2 separate regions of the Mus musculus genome follow, and region 2 is linked to region 1. A link is a contact called in public HiChIP or PLAC-seq data. All regions are on one chromosome and are shown on one strand. Each heading gives the region's core, a stretch centred on a gene start, on an enhancer-like site or on the middle of the called end of the contact. The rest is flanking DNA. Distances are from core to core; before and after follow the strand shown.

Region 1 (5,292 bases), core at 1,951-4,450:
ATATAATAATCCGAGGCAGGCCACTTCAGGATGATCACCTGCTAGTTATTAGCTTGTCCCATTATGGCTCCTGACATCCCAGGATTCCTGGAGCCACTTTATGTTCCTCTTATCAAGATGGGAAAGTTCTTAGTAACCTGTGAGCTGCCAAAAGCATATATGTGGCCACTGCTGACACAACGGCTTATTCTCTTTCCCAGTTTGTTTCCAATTGCTATGAAAAATATTATGACAAAAATGAATCACAGGTGGGGAGAAAAGGGTTTATTTGACTAATGGGTTGAATCAGTCTGTCGCTGAGAGAATTCATGGCATGAAGTCAGGCAGGAGCAGAGGAAGGAACTACTGAGGGACACTGCTTACCGGCTTGTTCCCCATGACTTGCTCAGCCTGCTTTCTTATAGAACCCAGGACCATATGCCTAGGGATGACACTACCCACAGTGGGCTAGGCTTTCCCATATTAATCTTTGAGCAGCAAAGCACAGATATGACTATAGGTCCATTGGATAGAGACAACTCCTCCGTGGAGGCTTCCATACCACAGATGACTAGAGTTTGTGTCAAGTTTACAAAACCTAACCAACACAAAGCCTGTCCTCTTTCTGGGGCACATCTTACTTTCTGTGACTTACTGGAAAGCTCAAACACTCAGACATATCTTAATTTTTTCTGAGAGTCTCTCTCTTAATCTTTATAGTTCAGCCTTATTAAAATATCTTTAATTAGAAATTCCAGCTCTGCTTCCTAATTTTGGCTAGTCCTGAAAGTCTTTTCAACTTCAAAGCCACAACTCTTTCTCTGATCAGAGAAATGAATGAATGAATGAGTGAATGAATGAATGAATAAACAAGCAAATAAATAAATAAAGTTTTTTTTCCAAAGAAGAGGAAAGGATAATCTATAGGAGGTATTTGGAATCACATGGAGAAGTTATGAAAATGGCAACAACTTCCAAAGGCAAGGCCCTCCCAAGGTTGCCTGTGAAACTGGCATTTATCCACCATGACCCACCCATCTGTGTTTGCTCGCTGGGTTCTACTGGTCTTCCCTCATCCGAGAAAACCTCATACTATATGTTATGGTTTCAAGGGAAATTGGTAGAGGGCTCCACCTGGTGACATAGTGGCTCCTATTTCTGCTTTTCTCTCGTTTCCCTCCATTCCAGTTGAGGCCACTGGTATGCAGGCACTCCATAGTGACTCAGTATAATACACACTCTTCTGCATGAAGATTTAAATGCCAATGAGATATTTAAATGCTATGGAGACCTGTAATTGAGCAAGCCCTAGAAAGCCCATGTTAGAAGTGAACCAGAAAGCTCACTTTCCTGAGGTAAAGTCTCTGTTGTACAGTACTGTGAAACAACTTCCTTACTCCTTTGGAAGTGTATTTTCCTAGCAAACTGTCTCTGGCTTCTGTTTCTACCCAATGTCCAGGTTCTTGTTCAGGAACACAAGAATCTGAAACTCTGCCAGAGGTGTCCACTGACCCTAACACCTGCCGATATCAATAGTAATACTAAGTAGAGATGAACCGTGAGCATGATAAATACCCATAGCCACTTTAACTCTATTGTTCATTACACAAAGATCTGGGAGATGACATTTCATCAGTTCTTATACGATGTCTGGGCTGGCTCTATACATGCAATTCTCCCACGTTAGTCTCCCAAGTAACGGGGATTACAAACATGTGACACATGCTCAGCTTCTAGGACACAAAACTCAATGCACCACTGGATGCACCTGGTTCACACAACTGTGCTGGCACATCATGGGCCAGACAGCCTCCCTAAATTAATTTGCCCTCAATGATCTCTTAATAAATAACAACTTTCCAAAAATCTAACCCGTAAAGTACAATCCTTGGTTTGACCACTGCTGTGAAACGGACATAGCATCAAGTTGGTCACTGACTATGAATTCAGTTAGAAAGATTACATCAACGAGATGTCCTTGGGATGGCAAAGGGAGGAGGCTGGGCAAAGCTCAGGCTCTTCTGAAATGCTTTTCAAATGGTGGACATTTAAACTGCCATTTCTAAATCACTTAATATTCTTGTTCAAATTATAGGCTGATCCTTGACATGAAAAATTAATATTTGGGACAGAACTCTGAAAATTATTTTTAGCAAGGTCCTTACACGATTTATTCCACTTATAGAAGCAGAAAAACAAAACAGTTACTTCACATGGGAAATATAGACACTGTGGCTCACAAAATTCTACAGTGAGACATCTTTCTTTTTTGAGTTCACTTGACACTTGAGTTTCATATGCCTATCATTTCCTAGTGGTCATTAATGTTCTTTTTTTTTTTTCTAGCCACATAGCCACAGTCAGAGGACAGCCTCTTACTTAAGCCAGTAAGTCACTGTCTTTTTAGGACTGACATTAGGGATTAATTTTCAACTTCTGGTTTTTAGTCTTTAACTGGCATTTATTTCTTTAGAAGCTTTACTTTATTTTTGAAAACGTCATACATGAACACGATGAAAAACTATTATATCCCGTTTCTCTCTTCAAACCTCCCCAGATCCCCATCACACCCCTCTCAAGTTCATGTGTTTGTTTATGCAATAACCCACTAAGTTGGTACTGCACATAGGTCCATACTTGTAGGGCCTGACAATGAGGCATGGGAAACCTACCACTGTCCACAGCATCAGAGAAGAATGATTCCCTCACCCAGCAACAACCTGCTCAGCAGCTCCTTGGTATGGGTGGGCGTCAAGGTCTCTTTCTATTGCATCTTTTCTTGACATTGAAAAGTCAATCTCCTTCAAGGAAAGCACCCCATCAACGGCTCCCATCAAGAACTCTTTAGCCACTCCCTTTCTTAAAGATCTTTTGGTATCATACTCTTGCAAAGGCCACTAATCTAGAGCTCTGGGTTGCGGGGTAGATATCTGGACTTTGGTTACTTTCCCAATGGATAGTGTTGCAGGAAGCCCCATTTAGATAGCCTGGACTGCCCTAACCCTTCAAGGTGTGATTACCATTCGACCACAATCATGACGAGGGCAATTTAATTTGGTAAGAAAAACTGAGATGAATTAGTGTAAGGCCCATGAAGAATGCAGACTTGTCAGAGTAATCAAAATGTTTCATCCAGATGGACAGAAGTTCCAGGAAGTACAGCTGCATTAGCTGGGGAGATGATGCAATGACTGCTCCTCTGTCCAGATGCCCAGTCGCTCACTGTATTAGTCAGGGCTCTCCAGGGGAACAGAACTATAGCACAAATCTCTCTGTAGATGCATAGAAGGGGGCATGGAGTCTGGCACGGCTGCGTAAGGGGGAACGTGACAGTTCCTGCCCCTGGAGCATCATCAAGCTGTAGATCCCCATGTGTATTAATGGCTGCTATTGCCCTGAGGTTGATCTGCTCTTTCTTCTATTTGTTTTACTTTCAATCTCTCTTTCTGGGGAATATATCTCCCCCATTACTCAGAGCTAATCACTCCATAATAAACAAAACATGCAATTCTCAGGAAAGGTGGTGGTCATGGGGCTGTGGGAGACGAGGAACAGGCCTTCTTCCTGGCCTTTAGAGTCATGGGAAGGATCTAGACAACATAACCACGGAGGCCATAGAGACCAAGATGGCCCTTAATAGAAATTGCTCATTATGTGACTTGACCTTAAATTTGGAATTATATAAGGAGATACGCGTCCTCTGGTCCAATGACTGCTGCATTAATTAACCAGAGTGAACTTGGGAACATCAAAGATAGAGAGTTAAAGTAGTATGAAGAAGAAAAAGTATGGATAAGAAAAGAAGGAGGAATCTATAAAAACAAACAAACAAAACCAAAAACAAACCAAAACAACAACAATAACAATAAATAAGCAAATGATAGAATGGTTTATCTTATAGCAGAAAGGCCTGTATATGATCTAGAAACAAATAGAAGGACAGTATGGCTTAATGAAAGAGGACAGTGGGCAAGTGAACTAACTGTTTATGGAGAGATTGTCGATTTTGAACATGAGTCCATGGAATGGCTATGATAAGTAAACAAAGAGTAGAGAATTAAAAGATGCTATACAAGCATGTAAAAAGTTCGTACTTTGTTCTCCTAGCTACTTGGAGGAGATGACAATGCTTAGAGAGATAGAGAGAGCTAGTTGCCTTATTTACATAATTTTTGAAACATTGTAAGAAATTATTTTAACCTCAGTAGTCTGTTACCTTTCTGTTCTTTCATGAAAATAGCTACTGTAATGACTGCTGCCTGCTGTACCAGGAAACCACAAGTGCTGTGCCCAGCTACCCATGAAGAACAGTCTGTGTAAAGACTACAGGGAAATGTGCTTTTCCCTTGTGTTTAGTTTCTATTTTAAGGAATTGAGGTTGAGGGATAGTGATCCGGGACTTTTAGAACGTAAGTAAATTAAAGGATTTATAAAAACTGATTAATGATGGTTAAAGCTTTGATGATGACCCTTTAGTAAATAAAAGACTGGGTTCAAGCTCTCTGGTCACAATAATGAGAATGATCAGCCAATGAGAGCGAGAGCACTTGAATTGACAGCTTGCATCCACTACTGACTCCGAGTCATTATTGAATCAGTGCTGCTCCCACTCATCCCTGACTCAGGACCCTCCTCACTCTGAGACTTGACCTCCGCAAAGAGGGTTTATTAGAATAGCTCACAGGCTGCGGTCCAGCCGATCCAACAATGGCTGACTGTGAACCAAAAGTCTAAGCATCCAGTAGTTGCTCCGTCCATGAGGCTGGATATCTTAGCTATTTTTCAGTAAACACTGGAATCCAGAAGAAATATTCTCTAATGCCAGGGAAGGAATGAACTTACTAGCAAGGCAAAGGCAAGTAGGAGCAAGCAGGATTTCTTCTTCCAAGTACCTATATAGGCTTCCACAAAGATGTGGCCCGGATTAAAGGTGTGTGTCTTTCTGCCTCCAAATATGGATTAGAAGTGGATCTTCCAACTTTAAATCAAGCAAGAAGCTCTCACTGATGTGCCCTTCATGTTTGGATGTTAGTTAATTCCAGATAGAGTCAAGTTGACCACCAAGAGTAGCCAGCCATTGCATCACTCAGCATCATTGCTCTCCTGCAGACACACAGCGTGCTGAGGAGAGTGAAATCGAGCCAAATTTTAGACAAGGCTTTAGAGTTCAATACCTGTACTTATTCTTGACAACAGTGGAAGAAGCCTGCGTTGTCATTGACTGAAGGTCAATGAGATTGGTCTACTAAGGATTACAGAGTGCAGGGGCTGTACATTCCACTGTCTCATGATCACTTGGCCTCTTTCTCTGGA
Region 2 (5,414 bases), core at 949-3,448, 600 kb before region 1:
AGAGGTTAAGAACACTGACTGCTCTTCCAGAGCTCCTGAGTTCAATTTCCAGCAACCGCACGGTGGCTCACAACCATCTGTAGTGGGACACACACCTCGTCTGGTGTGTCTGAAGACAGAGAGACAGCGTACTCACATACATAAAATCTTTATAAAAAAATGCAGCTGCTGTTGTACCGTGGGTGGCAGCTTCCTCTTTCAAAGCACGTTAAGTCCCAGCGGTACCCCGTGGTTGGATGGATGGATGGATGGATGGATGAGTAAATTGGTGTATACCCTGGCTTACTTATCCCCCCTTAGCGGGACTATGGACAGAGTGGTTTATACAAGGGATCTATCTAGTTCCTGGTCAGGTGAATGGACTCATAGTTCACCTTACTTCACTGTTGTGGCTAACTCCATGCACACCCTTTTTTTAATCAAAAAAAAAAAAAAAAAAAAAAAAAGGATGTTTGCTTGTTTGGTGTGTGTTCTTGATGCCCAAGAAGCCCCCCCCCCCCAAGAAAGTGTATTAACTCTCTTAGAACTGGAGTTATAGTTGGTCGTGAGCCATCATGTGGGTGCTGGGGACTGAACCCCAGTTGTCTGCAAGACAGCCTGTGCTCTAAATCACTGAGTAGTTTCTCTAGCCCCCTTCATGTGACCTTTATAAAGAACTGGCCATTTATTCTGCAAGATGTCAGTGTGTGTGTGTGTGTGTGTGTGTGTGTGTGTGTGTGTGTATACGAGATATGTTTCCTTGTCTAGCCTTGGAATTACAGAGATCCACCTGCCTCTGACTCCTGAGTGCTAGGATTAAAGGTGTCACCATGCCTGTCCCACACAATATCATTTTTATAGTGTGTCTTGGTTAGTTTCATGTCAACTTGACACAAGATAGAGTCATCTGAAAGGAGGGAACTCAATTGAGAAAATGCTTCTGTAACACCCAGCTGTATGGCATTTTCTTAGTGGTTTCTTGGGGAGGGCCTAGACCGTTGTGGGTGGTGCCATCCCTGGGCTGGTGTTCTGGGTTCTATAAGAAAGCTGGCTGAGCAAGCCATGGGAAGCAAACCAGTAAGCAGCCTCCCTCCATGGCGTCTGCATCAGCTCCTGCCTCCAGGATCCTGCTCTGGTTGTGTTCCTGTCTTGCATGCCTTTAGTGATGAACGGTGCTGTGTAAGTGGAATAAACCCTTTCCTCCCCAAGTTGCTTTGGTCATGGTATTTCATTACAGTACTAGTCACCCTGTGATATAGAGAATTGCGAATAAGATGATCTCATACCGTGTCCCTATTCTATCTGTGGCTTTCCTGCTGCTGTGATGAAATACCATGGCCGAGGCAATGTGTAGAAGGAAGTTTATTTGGACTTACAGTTTCTAGAGGGTTAGAGTCCATGCTGGAGGAGAGAGGCATGACGGCAAGCAACAGTCACAATTAGGAATGGACAGAAAGCCGAGGGAACCTGAAGCAAAAAGGAAAGAGAGGAAACTTGGCGTGGCTTAATTCTTTAAACTCTCAAAGCCCGCCCCCAGTGACGTACCTCCTTCAGCATGTGCACACCCCTTCCTAAGCCTCTCTTGCTGCACCACCAACCTGGGACCAAGTGTTTAACTACTCTACGCTATGGGACACATCTCATTCAAACCACTAAGGCTTTCTTGTCCATTTACCTAAATTGGTCCAGTGCTCTAGAGCAACGGTTCTCAACTTGTGGGTCGTGGCCCCTTTGGGGTTTGAGGGGTCACCTGAGAACATAGGAAAACACAGGCATTCACGGTTATGAAGTAGCCATGAAAATACCTTTATGGTTGGTGTCACCCCAAGAGGAGGAGCTGTTTTGAAGGGTGGCAGCGTTGTCAGGAAGGTTGAGAAACGCCGCCCTAGAGGACCTCAGGGAACACGTTCCTCCCTAGCAAGCAGGACACCATGTGCTGGTCAGCTTCCTATCCCTGTGACTAAATAGCTGAGACACGAACTTAAAGGGAGGAAAGGTTTCAGTCCACGGCTGGCTGGCTCCACTGCCTCTGAGCCCCGGGGCAAGGCATCGTGGTAGGAGGAAGTGGAGGGGCAGAGCATCACCTCTTGGCAGCCAGGAAGCAGGCAGAGAAGAAGGGATGAGAGATGAGATACATTCCTCAAACTCTTTGCCTCGGCGATCTTGTTCCAAGGTGGCTTCCTAACAGCCCATTCCATAGCGGTTAAAGCAGGAAGCATAGGGGTTAGATCGGAAGCAGGGGAAACTCTTTACTCTTGAAGCCTACCCTCCCACCAATGCCCCTCCCACTCATCAATACCCCCAGCTGCCAATACCCCCCACCTCAGTTACATGCCTCCTTCAGCGACACTACATTTACACATCATGAACAGCGACACCAACTGGGGCAGAATGACAGAGCCTGCGGGGGACATTCTCATTCAAACCAACACACGGGCTTTCCTTAACCTTCTCGTCCAAATTTTCTGCTTATATTTGTGGCCACCATTTTTCTTTTCCTGCCACTGCTGGGCACTCAGTATTAAAAACAGTTTAGAAATGGAATTTTCTTATGTGTTGGAAGAAGACCTTTTTTCCCTCGGTGCTCCCTCTACCTTTTTAACAAATTTCATTTTTAGTGGTAGTAGATGAACTGAAATAAATGCACAATTTAAACAAAATTATAGAAACTCGGTGTCATCAAATAGCCTAAGGTGTTCACTTTTTTGCCAGAAGGTGGCAGCAAAGCCACGGTCAGACCTTGGATAAAATTTTTTCATCACTCGTGGAAAAACCAAACCAAACTAAATGGAAAGCAAAACCAAGAACAAACTAGACAAACAATGGGGTACCACCTGCTTATTTTATTCATAGTTTCATAAGTCCTGTTTTAATAATTCAGCATTGCTTTTAGGCTCTAAAATAAGCCTAATCCTTACCTTCTAAACATGATAAAATGGTTGCTTATTATTTTGACTTTTCTTTTTTCTTTTGAGATAGGGTTTCTCTGTGGAGCCCTGGCTGTCCTAGAACTAGCTCTGTAGATCAGGCTGGGCTGGAGCTAAAGATCTGCTTGCCTCTGGTGCTGGGATCAAAGGTGTGTGCCACCCCTGCTCGGTGAGTCAGAGACTTTTTTGACTTATTATTATTTTTTAAGGCACCCAATGTGAACACTTTTCTCCACAGAAGTAATGTCATGGGTTGATATCCATACTCTTTTTTTAAAAAAAAATATTTTTAATCTATTTATTTTATGTATATATGAGTATACTGTAGCTGTACAGATGGTTGTGAGCCATCTTGTGGTTGCTGGGAATTGAATTCAGGACCTCTGCTTATTCTGGCCATGCTCACTCTAGCCCAAAGATTTATTTATTTATTATATATAAGTACACTGTAGCTTCAGGCACACCTGAAGAGGGCGTCAGATCTCATTATGGATGGTTGTGAGCCACCATGTGGTTGCTGTGATCTGAGCTCAGGACCTTTGGAAGAGCAGTCAGTGCTCTTATCCAGAGCCAGCTCACCAGCCCGACTTCAAAATTTTTTTTTTATTGTATTTGTTTAATGTGCACACACACATGTGCACATGAATGAGGGGGAAAGAGAGAGATAGAGATACAGAGATACAGAGAGTACACAAGCATGCCTGCCCATGTCGCAGCGAGCATGTGGAGGTCAGAGGACAACTTATGATGGTTCCCTTCTTCCACAATGCAGGTCTTGGCAAGTGCTGAGCCATGTCTCTGGTCCCATAAACAAAATGATCTTATTTAATTACTTTGTGTTTTGAGAGTTTATTTGGAGGGTCTATCAAGAGATGAAAGCTACTTGAATACCCTTGGCCCCCCTCTACTGGGGAAGGTCCAGCCAACAGAATGGCTTTGGAAGGGATACCAGCCTAGCCAGCCAGATAAGTCAAAGCGACTCTGGCAATCAACAGAGTGACAGATGCTACAGCCAGATCACTCTCCCATCCTATTTAATTACTTAGGAAACCCCCCCTCCCACAAGCTATGAACTGACGGTACACAACATTGGCCCAAGCATCTTTTTTTTTTTTTTTTTGGTTTTTCAAGACAGGATTTCTCTGTGTAGTCCTGGCTGTCCTGGAACTCAGTCTGTAGACCAGGCTGGCCTCAAACTCAGAAATCCGCCTGCCTCTGCCTCCCAAGTGCTGGGATTATGCATCCTAAATAATAGATTTGAAGTCGTTTTAGTTTCCTCTTTATGAGCTCTTTCAGCTGAGCAGTGGATTATAGACCACAAGGAGTCATGTTCAGCAAGATGCACTGTCAATCTGGTCATGTTTATAACTGTTCCTGGGAAAGTACTCTCAGTGCAGGCGAGAGCTCTTCTTTTCATGTGTCAGGTTAGCTGTCTTACAATGTCATCCTGCGAATGGCACACGGGGTTTCAAAGCCTGCCCGATGCCACTCCCGGCTCTGCTGATGCTGACACAGAACCCCAGCCCTTGCTGACACCACCGGTGTACTCACACTTCCTGTCCATCAACTCCTTCCACCGGGTCACCTTACTGTCTCTGCATAAGACAGCAAGGGTGCTAGCTGTGATAGACCAGGTTGTGTCTCCCTCCCTCCATGTAGCAACCTTGTGGTAACAGTGCCCATGTCCAGGTGAGTACATTACCATCCTAGGAGCAGCTGGCCATGGTGCTGGCTGGAAGACAAATATAGTGGGCCCAGGCCACACTGAACTCGGTGCTACGGGCCTCCTGCTTCTGCTCCCCCGTCTACTGCTTGCCCTCCTCTTACCATGGCACCAGACTCAGACTTCTTGATGTACTTGATTTCTGGCCCTTCAGCTGATCCACGAGGTCTTCAAGTACCAAGTATCCCACTTGACAGCACGATAGCGTGTAGTGTGAGCATGGCTGATCTGAACTTGCTACTGGCCTTCTGTAGTGTAGGTCAGCTGTGAGAGGGTCCAGCCTGGGCTCTCATGAGTCAGATTCAGACCACAGTATGTGTGGTAAGCCCAGCGCACAGAGGTCAATGAATGGTCATGTCCCGAGTGCCAGTTTCCTCTTTCCAGACGATGTTTCTGGCCACAGGAGCATGCGTGATTTCTGAGGATGATGAGTCATGGAATGGACCCAGACTATTTTATACACACATTTCTTATCACCCTTGGAACCGGCTTTGAGAATCAGCCCATACTTGGGCACACTGAAAAATTTGAGACCTATCTGAGGGGCAGGTTGCTAACTGGATGCCACTGGAATTGGAATCCATTTGGGCACGGTGCTGCAAGAGTCCGACAGCAGGAATCCTGTCCCCATGTGAGTTGCCCACATTGCTGGCACTGGAGTTGCCTTGGTGGACACTGGGCCTTTGATATGGCAGCTCCAAGTTGTTTCCCAACAACTCTCCTCCTGGCATCGGACTGACTGAGTCAAAGGCTCTAATAAGCTAAGCTTTTCTTCAACAGTACTT

The links. HiChIP or PLAC-seq counts read pairs in DNA pulled down with a chosen protein or histone mark.
Region 2: an H3K4me3 HiChIP or PLAC-seq map of the 230-238 cell line shows a contact between it and region 1, with 10 times the contacts expected there. The contact joins the promoter of 1700047G03Rik here to the enhancer-like site in region 1. A contact is called at or near these places in 1 of 39 promoter capture datasets (liver), 1 of 484 Hi-C or Micro-C datasets (liver), 3 of 115 datasets of contacts at active chromatin or transcription factors (the 230-238 cell line and embryonic stem cells) and 2 of 9 other capture datasets (embryonic stem cells and liver).

What each region holds. Positions count from the first base shown.
Region 1 is chr15:11,368,744-11,374,035 of GRCm38.p6, reverse strand. No RefSeq gene overlaps it. Among named protein-coding and RNA genes, the nearest start is that of Gm34444, 4.3 kb to the right of the region's middle. Within about 2 kb of position 3,200, at least 16 of the 459 cell types and tissues checked have an H3K27ac peak or open chromatin away from gene starts, as enhancers often do. A contact at or near this core is called in the 230-238 cell line, where this site is marked.
Region 2 is chr15:11,963,846-11,969,259 of GRCm38.p6, reverse strand. It overlaps 1700047G03Rik (RIKEN cDNA 1700047G03 gene), which reads right to left and starts at 2,198. Exons shown (of 3, transcript NR_040447.1): 1 at 2,064-2,198; 2 at 1,356-1,446. Gm34618 (a long non-coding RNA gene) reads left to right here and starts at 5,069. Exons shown (of 3, transcript XR_383841.4): 1 at 5,069-5,414. It also overlaps the pseudogene Gm21997.